Linked DNA regions of Mus musculus: all the other regions are linked to region 3. The links are chromatin contacts, called in public promoter capture Hi-C maps. All regions are on one chromosome and are shown on one strand. Each heading gives the region's core, a stretch centred on a gene start, on an enhancer-like site or on the middle of the called end of the contact. The rest is flanking DNA. Distances are from core to core; before and after follow the strand shown.

Evidence for each region. Promoter capture Hi-C pulls out the DNA fragments that hold promoters and counts their contacts.
Region 1: a contact with region 3 is called in a promoter capture Hi-C map of the HPC-7 cell line. The contact joins the promoter of Strn here to the promoter of Memo1 in region 3. A contact is called at or near these places in 2 of 39 promoter capture datasets (the HPC-7 cell line and cranial neural crest).
Region 2: a contact with region 3 is called in a promoter capture Hi-C map of the HPC-7 cell line. The contact joins the promoter of Lpin2 here to the promoter of Memo1 in region 3. A contact is called at or near these places in 2 of 39 promoter capture datasets (the HPC-7 cell line and cranial neural crest).

What each region holds. Positions count from the first base shown.
Region 1 is chr17:78,734,520-78,739,422 of GRCm38.p6, forward strand. Strn (striatin, calmodulin binding protein) reads right to left here and starts at 2,042. Exons shown (of 18, transcript NM_011500.3): 1 at 1,735-2,042. The coding sequence starts at 1,968.
Region 2 is chr17:71,180,990-71,185,966 of GRCm38.p6, forward strand. Lpin2 (lipin 2) reads left to right here and starts at 2,543. Exons shown (of 20, transcript NM_001357791.1): 1 at 2,543-2,755.
Region 3 is chr17:74,293,408-74,297,854 of GRCm38.p6, forward strand. Memo1 (mediator of cell motility 1) reads right to left here and starts at 1,456. Exons shown (of 9, transcript NM_133771.2): 1 at 1,285-1,456. The coding sequence starts at 1,345.

The sequences.
Region 1 (4,903 bases), core at 792-3,291, 4.4 Mb after region 3:
CATGGAGTTAGCTCTCATGCAGTAGTCCCTTGGACCTGAACTCCATAAGCACATTTACAGAATGCGTTGCCAGTAACGACAGGTAAATGTCTGACCATTTCTGCGTACTCTCAAGTCACTGGGTTGAGTACAAGATCAGTCACCACAGGAAGACTTACAAATATCAAATAGACTCATACCTAACAGTAGGGATGAGAAAGTCAGCAAAGAATACAAGCCATGTAACTGCAGAAACGTAAGAAACCATACAGGCCACTACCTGACTTCATTCAATTGCCCTACCCACCGCCCCGAAGTTGGTTACACTCCTGTATTCCTAAGTTTCATCGGAGATAGACATAACCGTGGGCTAGTTCACACAGCTCTATCCACTGACTGTCCGCCTTCTCATTAAAACAGAAACTCCATGAGGGGGGCAGGTTTCGTTAATCGGAGTCTGGATACACAAGGCAGGCATTCACTGAGCCCTGAACCTGTGCTGAATAAGTAAGGGTTGAAACTGAAGCCCAGAGAGGTCACAGAATCCCCTCAAGGTCACAGAGCCGGACTCAAGCCCAGCCTTTATCAGAGACTTATTTACCATAACCTTGCCTGTTTGCTCCTTCTGTGGCCACATCAATCTCTCAAAGCAGTACGCTTCTACAAGCGAGTCTCTTCAGTGTTTCTTTCTCTTCATATTTTGTGCCAAAAAAAAAAAAAACCACCAAAAACCAAAAAAGAAACACACTTCGAGTGCTTCGCAAACAAACTAAAACTGTACTCAAATTTCATAAGCATACAGATTTAGCCCATAAAACAGAGAGGCACAATTCACAGCTCTTTGAGTTCCTCTGGAAATTAGTGTATGTGTTGGAAGTTTTATAAACAGTCACAGTAAACCTACTTACCAACTCAGAGTGACCAGTGAGTTACCAACCTTTCATGCTTCTCTGGCGCACAAGAGCTCCTCTCAGATAAGCATGCTTTATCTGGCAGGTTATGCAAGGGGGCAACGTAGCCCTGAAGCCCCTTTAGTTCCTTTTAAGCTCTGGACATACAAATCAACTCTTGGGAAGTTTGAGATTCTGTGAAAAGATGTCCCACCTCTGCCCATTTTCTGACTCCCATCAATCAAATCCTTCACTGAAACCTATGAGTCTAACCCAAACGCGAATGCGGGATGGGGTCAAAGGGCAGACAGGGAAACATTTTCAGACATAAAACTGGAGCTGACACTGCTAGTAACATCAGTTTCTCGAGGAAAGCCAAGGCCTCACTGATACAACTTGTGTTGCTTTCTCTGGTCACCTTCCTTGCAGAGTGAGCGATAGACAACTGCCAAACCCTTCTGCGAGGAACGTCTCTAGACCTAGGGTGCGTCAGGTTGAGCCAGGATGATCTGCTCGGAGTCTCTCAAAACTACTGTCAACCCAATCAGTAAACCGAAAGGGACAGACAACCCCAAAATGTGGCATGGCAAACCAGTAGGAATAAGCACCGGAGTTGAGAGTGGGGAAAACAGCCGCCGGGAGGGTAAATGGATCAGAAGGAGTGGGAAAACAGGCTCAAGGAAGTGGGATCAGCAAAAAAAAGTCAAAGGTGACTGGAGGAAGGGGGATGAGATTCTGGAAGTGATGGGCGCAAGGCAAGGGGGAGGGGGCGCGAGCGGGCTGGGGGAGGGGGCGAAGGGTCTGGGGCGGGGCTGAAGAGAGAGAAGAGGCGGGATGAGGACCGCCAGGCCGGGAGGGTCTTTACCTGCAGCTCCGCCCGCTCCACCTCCCACTGGGCTCTCTCCACCTCGAAGCGGGCCCATTCGTGCTGCAGGAAGTGCAAGATCCCCGGGAGGCTGTACTGAGCTCGGGCCGCCCCCGCCGCAGCCGCTCCGTCTCCGGCCGCTGCAGCCTCCGCCAGAGGCCCGAGCCCCTTAGCACCGCCAGCTCCCGGGTGGTTGTTGCTGAAGAAGACGCCGGGCCCCGCCTGCTCGTCCATGGCGGCCGCACGAACCCCGGGGAGCTCTCTGCCTAGGCGCCCAGCAGCGGCGGCAAACTGCGGCGGCCAGCTCTGCCTCCTCCCTCCGCCGCTCCCCGCCCACACCCCAGTCAGCAGGGAGCAGCCGCCCGGGCGCGGGGGCCGGGCGAGCCCGTGACGGGCCGGGAAGTGGGTCAACTGCGGCCCGCGGGGCTTGCCGGGAAATGTAGTCCCGGGGCGTGGCGAACCCCGCTTGCCTGTAGGCCTGCGCCTCTCGGAGGCCGGACCGAAGCCACGCCCTTTCCTCGCCACGCCCTCCCCTGACGGCTCCGCGGGTTTCCTCTTCGGCAGTGCGGCCAGCCGATGCCCCTCGGGTCGCGCCGCCGCAGGCTCCCTTCATGCGGAAGTTCGCGAGCGGCGCTCCCTGTTGCATATTCGCACGCGGAAGTTATCACGCCAAGTACCAGCCCTAGCTCCACTTAGTTTAGGGCTTCCTGGTCGTTTTGTTAAGAAATAGGCGCTGGGCAAGCCATCCGGTCGTCTGCCCCCTCGTCGCCCTTTTCGGGGTTCATCAAAGCCTCGACACCCCTGGACCACGGCTTGCCATCGAGCCTACCATTCATCCCCAGAGGGGCTCAGTGCTTGTTAACAGACCAGTTTTCCCTTAGGAGGAGGAACTCTGGTCTTCTCTCTTTCTGCTAAGGTTCGACATTTGCCATGAGGGCTTTTTCTAATTTCCAGTTTAACACTTGGTCTGAAATATTAGTATTAAAAGTCCCTTTCTCTGTGCTAATCCTGCTTGTAAATTCTGCCAAAGTTTTAGATCTCCAGTAATAAAGAAGTGCTGCCTGTCCAATCTCATTTTTCCCCCCATCTTTGCGGCAGTTTTCACTCAATTCGCTTGAACAAGTATTTTATTGTCAGTAATATTCCGTGCCAGGAATATAAAGATAGATGTCACAGTTCTTGTCATCAAAAGGAGGTTGACATACATATAGAGTCACAGAGCCCTAAGGGCTACAATCAGAAGGAACAAAGTCCCTTTTTGCTCTATTGCACTCCTGAACCCGGGAACCTCCCCTTCCCACTTGTCGCTTTCCTAATTTCTTGGGCAATTGATCTTTACACCAAAGGCACACTAAAATCCTTTCCTTCTAAGTGGTTTGCCAGTGTTTTCCCTCTCTGAGTACCCTGATAACTATTATCATTATAAATTTACACTACACCAACTGGAGAAAGGAATGTGCCTGAAGAACATTTAAGAAATGAAAACGAAATTAAGTAATTATTTATCTGTCACTCCAACAAAAAAAAATTGTAATTTTGTTTTGATCTGGTGGACATGAAAAAAGAAAAAAAGAGAGTCAAGATACAAGCTGATGAGTGACTTGCAAGGGAAGGGCATCCTGTCCCTGTCCTCTCTGTTCCCTGGTCTTCCCATGGCAACTTGTGAAAAGGACAGGAAACACATTGTCTCTGCTCGGGTTGCAAAGAGCGATGGCAAAGCCCTCTGCTCAGTTACTGAATGTTTCTGCTTTGTGAATTCATTCTTTATTATCATAAAAAGTTGATCCAGGCCTGGCCAAATTCCTTGTGTCATAAATTAGTTTGGCTCTAAATGTTCTTTGAGATCCAGCCTGATTCATTCACAGCTCAAGAAATTGAGACTGTCCTCAATGAGACCTTGAATGACAGATGACTACCAAAACTAGCACCCAGATTACCTGCCTGTTAGCCCAGTAACCTTAAAAAAATTAAGCTGGACATGGTGGCACAGCCCAGAGACAAGAGACAAGCAGAGGGAAACAGATTTCTGAGTTTGAGACCAGCCTGGTCTACAGCATGAGTTCTAGGACAGCCAGGGCTAGTTATATATTTCTCTATCTATCTGATTTAATTTTAATTAATTAAAAACATGCTGACTACTCTTATATCTATCAGAACCAAGAAAACATAAATAGAATTTTTTTCCTTTCTTTTTTTTTTCCCTATCCTTTTCTTTCTGTTTTTTGTTTCTTGGATTTTTGAGACAGGGTTTCTCTGTGTAGCCCTGGCTGTCCTGGGACTTGCTCTGTAAGACCAGGCTGGCCTCCAACTCAGAGATCTACCTGCCTCTATCTCCCAAGTGCTAGGATTAAAGAAGTGTGTGCCACCACCTGGCTAAGATTGGAACTTTTTCATCTGAGCGATTTAAGTAATTTTTATAAGCTTGGGTGTTAAACAATCTGTTTTTTTCCTCTAACAGAAGACATGTCAGACAAGACAATGGCTTTAAACTGATTCACAAAAGACTATAAAACATAATTAAATGCATAGATAATAAGGCAGGGTAGATGATTCAGTCAATAAGGTACTTGCCATCTAAGCATGGGAAACTGGGTTTGAATCCACAGCACACACATAAAAGCGAGGTGCAGGCAATGACCTGTAATTCAGTAATGGGAGATGGCAGGATATAAAGTAGAGACAGGTAAATTTATGGATATAAGTGACTAGCCAGTCTGGCCAAACAGATGAACTCTAGGTTCAGTGAGAGATTCCTGACTCTATTTAAAAACAAACAAACAAAAATAAAATAGAGCTGGGGATTAATCAAGGAATACTCATGGATTTCAGACAGACACACACACACACACATATACATGCTACACTAATGGATTTCAGACATGCACACACACATACACATGCTACACTCATGGATTTCAGACATGCACACACACATACACATGCTACACTCATGGATTTCAGACATGCACACACACATACACATGCTACACTCACATACTTCCCAAAAGTATCAACATCCTGGACTACTATGGATACATACTAGAGAATCATTTTCATTCTTATTTAAACTTTATTATCAAATAATTTCTTTGCTTTTGAGTACATCTTTACAATCAAAATAGCATTGATGGTTCATATCATGGACATAACATTCAATAAGTCAAAATAT
Region 2 (4,977 bases), core at 1,293-3,792, 3.1 Mb before region 3:
CACGCGCTACAGTAACTTACTTCCTCGAGTTTAGTCTCATCTCCTAAAGTTTCCAGAATCTTCAGAAATAGTTCATCATCTGAGGGCAGGGCTAGACCACTCCTCAGCATAGTTCCAAAGAATTCCACATCTTACTCTATAGAAAGCTGCTCAGCCCTCTTCACTGATGCTCTATTCACAATAGCTAGGAAATGGAAACAACCTGACTGTTCTTCTACTGATGAAAGACTAATGAAAACGTGCCACAGATAGACTATGGAATATTGCTCAGCTGTGAAAATGTGCTACAGATAAGACTATGGAATATTACTCAGCTGTAAAGAAAAAAAAATCATGAAAATTTCAGCAAACAGAACTGAACTTCTTCTGACCTTATAGTAAAATGGCTTCCATCACTCAGATGGAGTCAGGCTGGCCCATCACTAGCCCCAACCAATATATCTACCACAGAAATCCTGCTCCCAAGGATCAGGAATCATGTGGAAGAAGAGGAGGCAGACCGATTGTAAGAGACAGAGGGAACAGGAAGTTTGCTATGAGATTTTTGTCTCAGAAATGTCAAGGAAGCTATACCCACGAAGCCTCAACTTGGCTGTTTCAAGACCTGAACAAGAACCATACCAATAGGCATATTAATATGGAATGGAGAATTCTTAGGGGACCCCACCCCTAGACAAAGAACTGCAGACAATTAAGTAATTCTGAGTGGGAGAAATAGTCTTCTCTAGGGAAGAGACACCCCAATTAGTTATCCAGTACAAAATGATCAGTCCTGAAATAATATACATACAATTAACATGTATGTGTTTATGTTATGAGCAGGCTGATTTATATATCTATGAATGTATGTATAAGCAATGAAAAAATAGAGGCCATGAATATGAGCGAGAGCAAGGAATGCATGAGATGGGTTGGAGGAAGGAAAAGGAAGGTGAAATGCTGTAATTATATCCTAATTTCAAAAATAAGAATTATTAAAAATAAAAACAAAAACAAACAAACAAACAAAAGAATATGCCGTTCCATGGCTTGTAAGGAGAGGCTGCAGTGCACGGTGGGGAAACCCCGAAAGGACACAGAAAGATATTCTTAAACAAAACATCAAGACAGCTTGCAACTCTAGAGTCAAAACATCTCGGGCCAAACTACATTAGGGGCAACAAGGTCTTCTCTCTTTGAAATGAAAGATACATCTAGACTAGCAGACCGATGATTGGTGGGGGAAGGTTCTTGGCCATGAAACTGGAAGGTGGTAGGGTCAGAAGGTGAGGAAAGACTCTGGGCAGTGAAGCAGATGGGAGTTGGGTGTGCCCCAACTTTACAGGTATCAGCTGGGGGAAGTCGAGGAACAGTCAACAAATATTTAATTAGTTCCTCTTCTGCCTCAGTAGTAGCATGAAGCAGGCAGCCACTAGAGAATGAGGAAAATACTATAAACATGAACCAATCCTTCTGAGTAAGGTGTCAAAGCCCAGAGGGGGCGGTGACAGAGGAAGGGCGGGTTGTCTGCTGCTTTCTGCATGATGAGAGGAAGGAAGCGTGAGAATATTTCCCTCCCAAGGTAGGAGGTAATGAAACTATCCCGAGAGAAACAGGAAAAGTCAAGAATGAGAAGCTAGAGAACAAACAGTAACAGCGTGTTCTACAGTCTGGGCTGCAAGCTACATTGGGCTCCCAATGGGAATGAAGGTGTAGCTGTTCCCAGTGCATTGACTTGGGGATTGAGGACTGGGTTCTCTGGGTTTAATTGCACTTCCCCACAGCGGAGGAGTAGTATTTCTCGAGCATTTACGGGAAACTTTCAACCTTGAAAACATTTCTTTCACTGGTAGATCAGATGAAGAGCCACGCTGAAGTGAAAAATCCCAGTAGGTTTGGGTGTCTCTGTGGACCTTGGTAACTACTGAGGCAATCTGGTTGAATTCCACACGGCGGTACTTAGGCAGGGAAACGAAAGGTTTCCCGGGTCCCAGCACAGACTATGCTCACCGCGCTTCATTGTTGCAAAGAAACTGCTGTGCCCAGGCCCATACCGGAGAGAGTTTGTATAAATGCATGGCTCAGCGGCCGGAAGACTGTGTCACACTGTTCATGCTCGCGGTGAGCACGAAGAAATTAACAAGCATTTAGAAGTGATGCCATGGCCTTCCATCGAAAGAACCAGCTGCAGATATACAAGACGAAAAACAGCCGCCGTCACTAACACTCGCAGCTGCAGCCGTTAAAGTGCACTTTTTAAGTAGGCGGTGTTATCACCGAGCTCCAAGGGTAAATAAGGAAAGATACGGGTTCTGCAGTGATCCCATGATGGTGCACTCGCGTTACGCGGGGACACCATTATGCAGCAGACCGTTTGCACTCTTTTTTGGTAGCTGGACTCTGAAGCCCGACGCAGCGCCGCAAGGTTGCCATGGGGACCGGAGGAAACTTTTTTTTAAAGCGCCCTTCTGAGGCCGGCGCCGGCGTCGAGCTGCTCTCTCCCCGGAGGGGCCCAGGGCTCCAGGCGCGCGGCCGGCGGGGGCGGAGCTCGCGTCACGTGGCCGGGCCGGGGCGGGGCGTGCGCGCAGTCTACCGCCAGCTCGGCCGCCGCCGCCGCTGCTGCCGCCGCCGCGTCCCATTCATGAGGCCCGGCGGGCTCCGCTGTAGCCCGCGGCTTCGGAGGCGGCGGCCCCGCCCCCTGCTCCCCCGCTTCTTGGGGCATCCCTGCGGGGCTGCACAACAGTCCGCCGAGTGAGAGCCGCGCGCGGTGCCGCAGGTAAGCGGGCCGGAGACAGCGCCGGGGCTTCCCGGGGGGCCGCGTCCCCGCTCGCGGCCTCGCCTCGCGTGGGCCACGTAGCCGCGGCCGCGCCGCCTGAGGACGCGCGGGCGTCTGCGGAGACCCTCACGTCGGCAGCGGTCCTCCGAGCCGCGGGCGGCGCGCCCGGGGACCGCAGCCCCGGGCCTGGGGGAGGGGAGCGGACGCCGGCGCGCGGTCGCGGTCATCCCCCGGCCGGGACTGGCGAGGTGCAGTTATTCCCTCAGGCCGTTGGCTTGCCCGCCGCCGCCGTCGCCGTCGCCGCCGCCTCCTGCAGGCCGCGGACCTGGTTTAGATGTGAGTAGCCTGTTGCCGGCGACCCCCGGGGCCCTGGAAGGTTCTGTCGGCTGTGGGAACCGGAGCTCTGAGGCCCAGTTTTGAGCGCCGCGGATCCACCCCAGCCTAAGAAAATTATTTTCATTCAAATTTAGGATGGCGTTTCGGAGCCATAATTATGCAGAACAAGACTAGGAAGATCGCCCTCGCTTTCAGAAAGTACTGGAACGCAGGATACTTGGAGAGGCACTGAGGGATTACTGAACAAGCGGCCACACACTTATTTTAATGCATCTTTGAGACTTAAAAAAAAATTAAAAATGGAAACTGAGGCTCTTGCATGGCGCTGAAGCTCATTTGCCCAGCAGTAGGGATGCTGGTTAAGTTGGTACCGAACCTCGCCTCACTAATTTAAAACGTTATGATAACACAAGTTGAATTTTGAAATCTATTTTGGGATCATTTGCCGGTTAGTGTCTGTGTTGATCCGACATTGATTGCTTTCACTGGCTTAAAACTACGAATCGTGGCAGGTATTGCTAGACTGGGTTAGCAACCCAGCCAGCCACCAAGTGTGGGAGGAAACAGGTGTTTTAGCCCTCGTTGGGCTGCCCTGCCCGGTGTGCCCTCTCACATTGCCCGTGGGTAGCCTCCTACGGGCTTCCTCCTAGTTAAATGTGTTCTTGATTGTGGTTTATCGGCCCCAGCGATCTTCAAGTTCGAGGTAGTAGCAGAATAGCTGTAGCATGCTAGAAATGAAATGGCTGGGTCTACTTTCGCGTTTGTGGCAAAATTGAGATTCGGCAGAGCAGCTGTATGCTTAAGAGGCTCTGGAAATGGGAGCATTTGAAAACCCTTGAACGCCAAGTGCAGTTAAGCAGATAAAGGGATAAAGGTCGGAGCTTTGTTTCTTGAATGGCTGTATGCTTGTTCTCCTTGCTTAGCCTTGTGCGTTTTGGTTTACTGACTGGACTATCCCCTGCACTGGGCACAGGATCCCCGCAGGCAAGACTCCAATAGCTGTTTATTACTAAGCACAGAGGCTGGCTTTTAGAAGAGCTTTGGTTGGGGCTTCTTGAGTGAAGAGAAGAAGCTGCAAGCAGTTTGTCCTTGTAGGTCACTGGGAGCCAGTGGAATGAAATGAAATCATCAAATTTTCTTGTATGGTATGCCTTGGATGGGATAATCTTGGTGCTATCACGGGTCAGAGGTGGTCAAAGGTTAGGCCAGTGAACATTACGGTGGACATTTTGTTGTGTTTAAATATTAATATTGGACTTAAATATAGTATAGGTCACTGCAGCTATCCTCTCTGATGGTGTGCATAATATACTTCAGAAGTGGGACAATGAGTTGGAACCCTTCTTGCTGGGAGGTGCACTGGTGCCTCCCTTAGGTGTTCAGCAGCCTGTGGGCAAGATCTTAAGTCTAAGTTAAGCCTATGTGTCTTGTCTTTGAAATCCTCTGTCTGTCCCCAGGGCCTGTTGTCACTTTGTTTAGGGGTGGGGCTGTAGGAAGTGTACCCTCTCAATCAGCTGGTCAGCAGGGTTGCAGGAGTTGATTTGCAACTTTGCTTTAGCTGTGTCTGACTCCCTTCATTGCTAAGTAAATTAATACTTTTGGCTTAGGTTCAGGGTCCTAGGACCTGTCACCTTCATGGCAAAATAGCTTATAGCTTTGTAGTCGGGCCTTCAGTTGTCAGAATCCAGTGTAAACAATGTCTCATTAAAACATTGGAATGGGGGCTGGAGAGATGGCTCTGTAGTTAAGAGCATTGACTGCTCTTCCAGAGGTCCTGAGTTCAATTCCCAGCAACCACATAGTGGTTCACAACCATCTGTAACGGGATCTGACGCCCTCTTTTGGTGTGTCTGAAGACAGCTACAGTGTACTCATATATATAAGAT
Region 3 (4,447 bases), core at 206-2,705:
TAGTGCATTGATTATAAAGGGCAAACTCAGGAGCCAGAGACCTGACTTACACAATTCCTATTTTACCACAGGCCTAGTCTGGGGTGCAGCACTAAATTTCTGTTTCCCCATATACTGGCACAAGAACTGACATTCTCAGGTAGTGAGAACTGATTAAAAGTCTATGAAGTACTTCAGGACCATAAAATGTCATACTTATCTAACGCAAAAACTACAGCCACCTGTTAGCAGTAGTTCCAAACCCAACCATGTCATTCTTTTGTGTCTTAGCAGGGCAAATCCGCTGTGGACCAACAAGATGCATGTACTTCTGCAGCTGGTTGAACAATCTCAGGGAAAAAAAAAAAACTGCCTTCCAGATTTTCCGTTTTCCCAAAAGAATCATGTCACTATCCAACCCTAGTACTTGCAAAGGGAAATATGGTTAGGGCCAGTTGCTGAGAAGCACAGATGGCCTAGAGACCAACAGGAATCACGGAGGAACTTTTCTTTGTTACCAAAGCAGAAATGTGACCCCTGAAAATAATCTCAGAAAACAATCCTTGTGAAGAGAGTTGTACTGGAGGGAAACGGCCCTACCCTTTCTCACCCAAAGAACTACACATGGTTTTTTGAAGACAGTGCAGACAAAATTCTCTCAAAACGTAAGCTAAACTAGGCAGGTCGTCCAGCCCCGGCTCGGTGCTGAACACAGGATACCAAAGAGGTTGCTCAGGAAAAGTGCTGATGCCATCTCCAGCTGCCCCTAAATGACAGTAACAATGCAAACACTGACAAAAGACCTTGGAGGCCACCCAGAGCCCCTGCCTGGCAGCAGCTCTGCCCGAATCTCCACGTACAAAGCGACAAATCCCCCCGAGAGGCCCAGGTCTGACAGATCTTCCAAGCGAGAGAGACCAAGAGTAGCAACACGAGAGATAGGGTAGAAAAAGTACTGCCTGTCACTCCTTCCAGGGGCGCTGGGTGCCCCAAGGGTGGGAGCAAAAACTGCGGTCCCCTCGGCCAGCCTCTGGCAACGAGGACCGCGCCAACTCGTCCTTCCCCACCGCAGAGGCCGTCCGCGGAGCCGCGGAGCCCGCGCTCGCCCTGGCCGGGGCCGGCCGGCAACTCCTCGCCCAACTCCGCGGGCGCCAGGCCGCCTGCCCGAGCGCCGGGTGGGGGAGGCGGCGCGGCCCGGCCCCGATCCCTCGGCACGCGGTCAGCGCCCTCCGCCCGCCGCCCGAGTCCCCGCCCGCCGGGCCCCGGCTGCCCAGCTCGACCACCCCGGCGGCCTGGCGCCCTTACCTGAGGCGGTGTACCAGCTCCCGGCGTGGCTGGCTTCCCGGCAGACCACTCGGTTGGACATCTTGGTGCCTGTGCCGCCTATGGTGCACGAGGATGAATGAGGAGGCGGCGGCGGCGGCGGCTCCGCGAGGGGACGAGACGCCGCGGGCCCAGCCCAGGAGGAGGCGGCCGCGGGGAGGGGACCAGCCCGGCCCAGGAGGAGGAGGAGGAGGAGGAGGAAGAGGAGGAGATGGCAGCCAGGGCGGAGGGCGGCAACAATCACCACAAACTCCGCCGGCCGCCGGAAGATGGGGCCCACGGCGGCTTTACCCTAGCCGCGCGGCCGCGGAGTCGCCGCCGCCGCCGCCGCCCCTACCCCTGCCCGAGCTGCTTCCGCGAGCCGCCCCCCGGCCACGCCGCGCGCGGCCTGCCGAGCCTCCCGCTGACCCCACCCCCGTGACTCCGCGCCCTTCCCCACCGCCCCGCCCCGCCCCGCCCCCACCACCGAGGCCTCCCTCCCGCCGCGCGCCCGCCGGCCCCGCCCCGCCCCGCGCCTCCGCCCGCCGTGCCGCGCGCTCAACGGCGGAAGCGGGACCGGCCCCGCGCCATCCCGGGTCGGGAGGCCGCGAGCCGGAGGGCGGCGGCGATCGGTGCCACCTCCCCCCCAACACACACACACACAGCCCGGGGCCGGGGCCTGAACCCGGGAAAGGCAGAGCCTGGGGAGCCCACGCGTCCTTACTCGCCGCTCTACCGGGGCCGGCCCACTGAGCATGCCCAGCGCCGCGGCCGGGCCCGCCGAGGAGGCTCAGCGTGCACGCTCCGCTCTCCGGGGTTTAGCGCCAGCAGAGGCTGGGGGCAGGGCGCGGGGCGCAGGACGCAGCCGCGAGGCGGGGTGAGCCCCTTCCCCCCCCCCCCCCCCCAGCCGCCTGGCTTGTCCCCGTGCGCCGCTGGCTCAGCACACACAACACACACGCGATCGCTGCCTGCCGAGTCCCGTCGGGGTTCCCCCTTCCCCGGCGTCCTTGGTGGGGTTCCCACCCTCGGGGTATCGCCCAGGAATGCAAGTCTGGGGCCACGCCGCGAAGTTTCGCTGGCAGAGACATCGCGCTGCGAGGCGTACTGGGATGGGAGAATATGGGGGGGTGGAGGACCGACCCTGTCAAAATGTAACCTTCGCTTCCCAGGCTCGCCCCTTACGACCTAATGTCTTCGACACAGTTAAATTTACTAATTGTATTTTAGGTATAACTGCAATGTGGCAAAGATTGTCTCAGTTATTTCCTACTGTGTTAAATGGGGGTGACGTTCGTGAGGGAGGGGTACCAAGGATTATGAGTTAATGCGTATGAGGAACCAGACGGGGTAAGGAATACTACAAATGTCACCCTTCACTTATAAAATCCCAGTATTCCACGTAAGTATTCCACGCAGCAAAAGAATTCCTTTACCAGTTGGGTAGAATCACAAAGGAAGTGGTTTGTTTGGCTTTGAAGTGCTGGATTCCAAAACCCAGGAAGTGTAACAGTTCCCCAACTCCCAGAAAGTATTTGGGAAAGAAATCATACACCGGGTATATCTTAGTTTCACATTAAACTAGATCCTGGAGAAGTCCAAAGTAGATGTCTAGCTGCCTAACCAAGTTCGGCGTTCCTTAATGCTGTAACAGTATACTTTTTGTTTGGTTGGGGTTTTTGCCAAGTTCTCAAGTGTTATGAGAAAAGCTCTACAGTTAATTTCAATGGCAAGAAAAAGGTAAATTGCCGCTTTCTCCCAAGAGTTTGTGTTGCTTACCAAACTTAGCAAAGACCCTAATGAATAAAATACAACTTCTTGCGCCAGAGAAATGGCTCAGTGGTTAAAAAAATAAATAAATAAAAAAAAAAAATAAGCACTGCTCTTACAAAGGACCTAAGTTGAGTCAGCATCACATTGGGTAGCGCCCAAGCAAGTCCAGTTCCAGGGGCTCTAACGCCCTCTTCTGGCCTCCACAGGCACCTACGATTACATGCACATACTCCACACACACACACAAATTATAATTGTTTTTTTTAATATTTATTTATTTATTATATGTAAGTACACTGTAGCTGTCTTCAGACACTCCAGAAGAGAGCATTAGATTTCATTACGGGTGGTTGTGAACCACCATGTGGTTTCTGGGATTTGAACTCAGGACCTTTGGAAGAGCAGTCAGCGCTCTTAACCGCTGAGCCATCTCACCAAATTATAATTGTTTTTAAAGATTTCTAGAATGCTTAGACTTTTTGTTTGTTTTGTTTTTTTGGGTTTTGTTGTTGTTGTTGTTGTTTTTCGAGACAGGGTTTCTCTGTGTAGCCCTGGCTGTCCTGCAACTCACTCTGTAGACCAGGCTGGCCTCGAACTCAGAAATCCACCTGCCTCTGTCTCCCAAGTGCTGGGATTAAAGGCATGCGCCACCATGCCCGGCTTTTTTTTCTAAGACAAAGCTTCATTATGTAACTGACTGGCCTGCATGGAACACCCAATGTAAACCTGGCTGTCCTCAAAGAGATCCACCTGCCTCTGGAGTGCTAGGATTGAAGGCAGGCACCACCGCAGCCGCTCTTTTGACACAGGTTCTGGCCTAGGACTGAGTATGCAGACCAAGCTGGCCTTGAACTTGCTGGGAACCCACTTGTCTCTGCCTCCCTAGCACTGGAGTGCAAGCACACCCAGCTCCAGCTTCTTGAAAGAAGTCAGTCGAACCTATTCACAACCACCTCCCCTAACGACTAGCTTCAGTCTATTAGCAATTCTATATGCATTTTATTATTGACAATCTGTTATATATTCTAGTAACTTGTGTTTGACAATCCATAAATGTTATTCATAGTAAGGGCAAGGAAAAAAATTAATAGTCCTTATGACACACAGAATAGAAAAAACAAAGAAGTCCCAGAACCTAACGTTAGTGCATATAGTTTCCAAAACAGAATATCCAAACTTTGTTGTAGTAAACTAGACACAGCAACAGTGCCCATCATTCTGACTTGTATTTGACTTGTTTTAATAAAGATGGCATCTTTATAGCCCTGGATGCTCTGGACTCTGAAATCCACCTGCATCTGCCTTCCAAATGCTGGATTAAAGGCATTCATCGCTACACATCTACTTCTCCACTTTAAGGTCTCTAACTCCAATTAGAGCTTACTAGTTACACTCG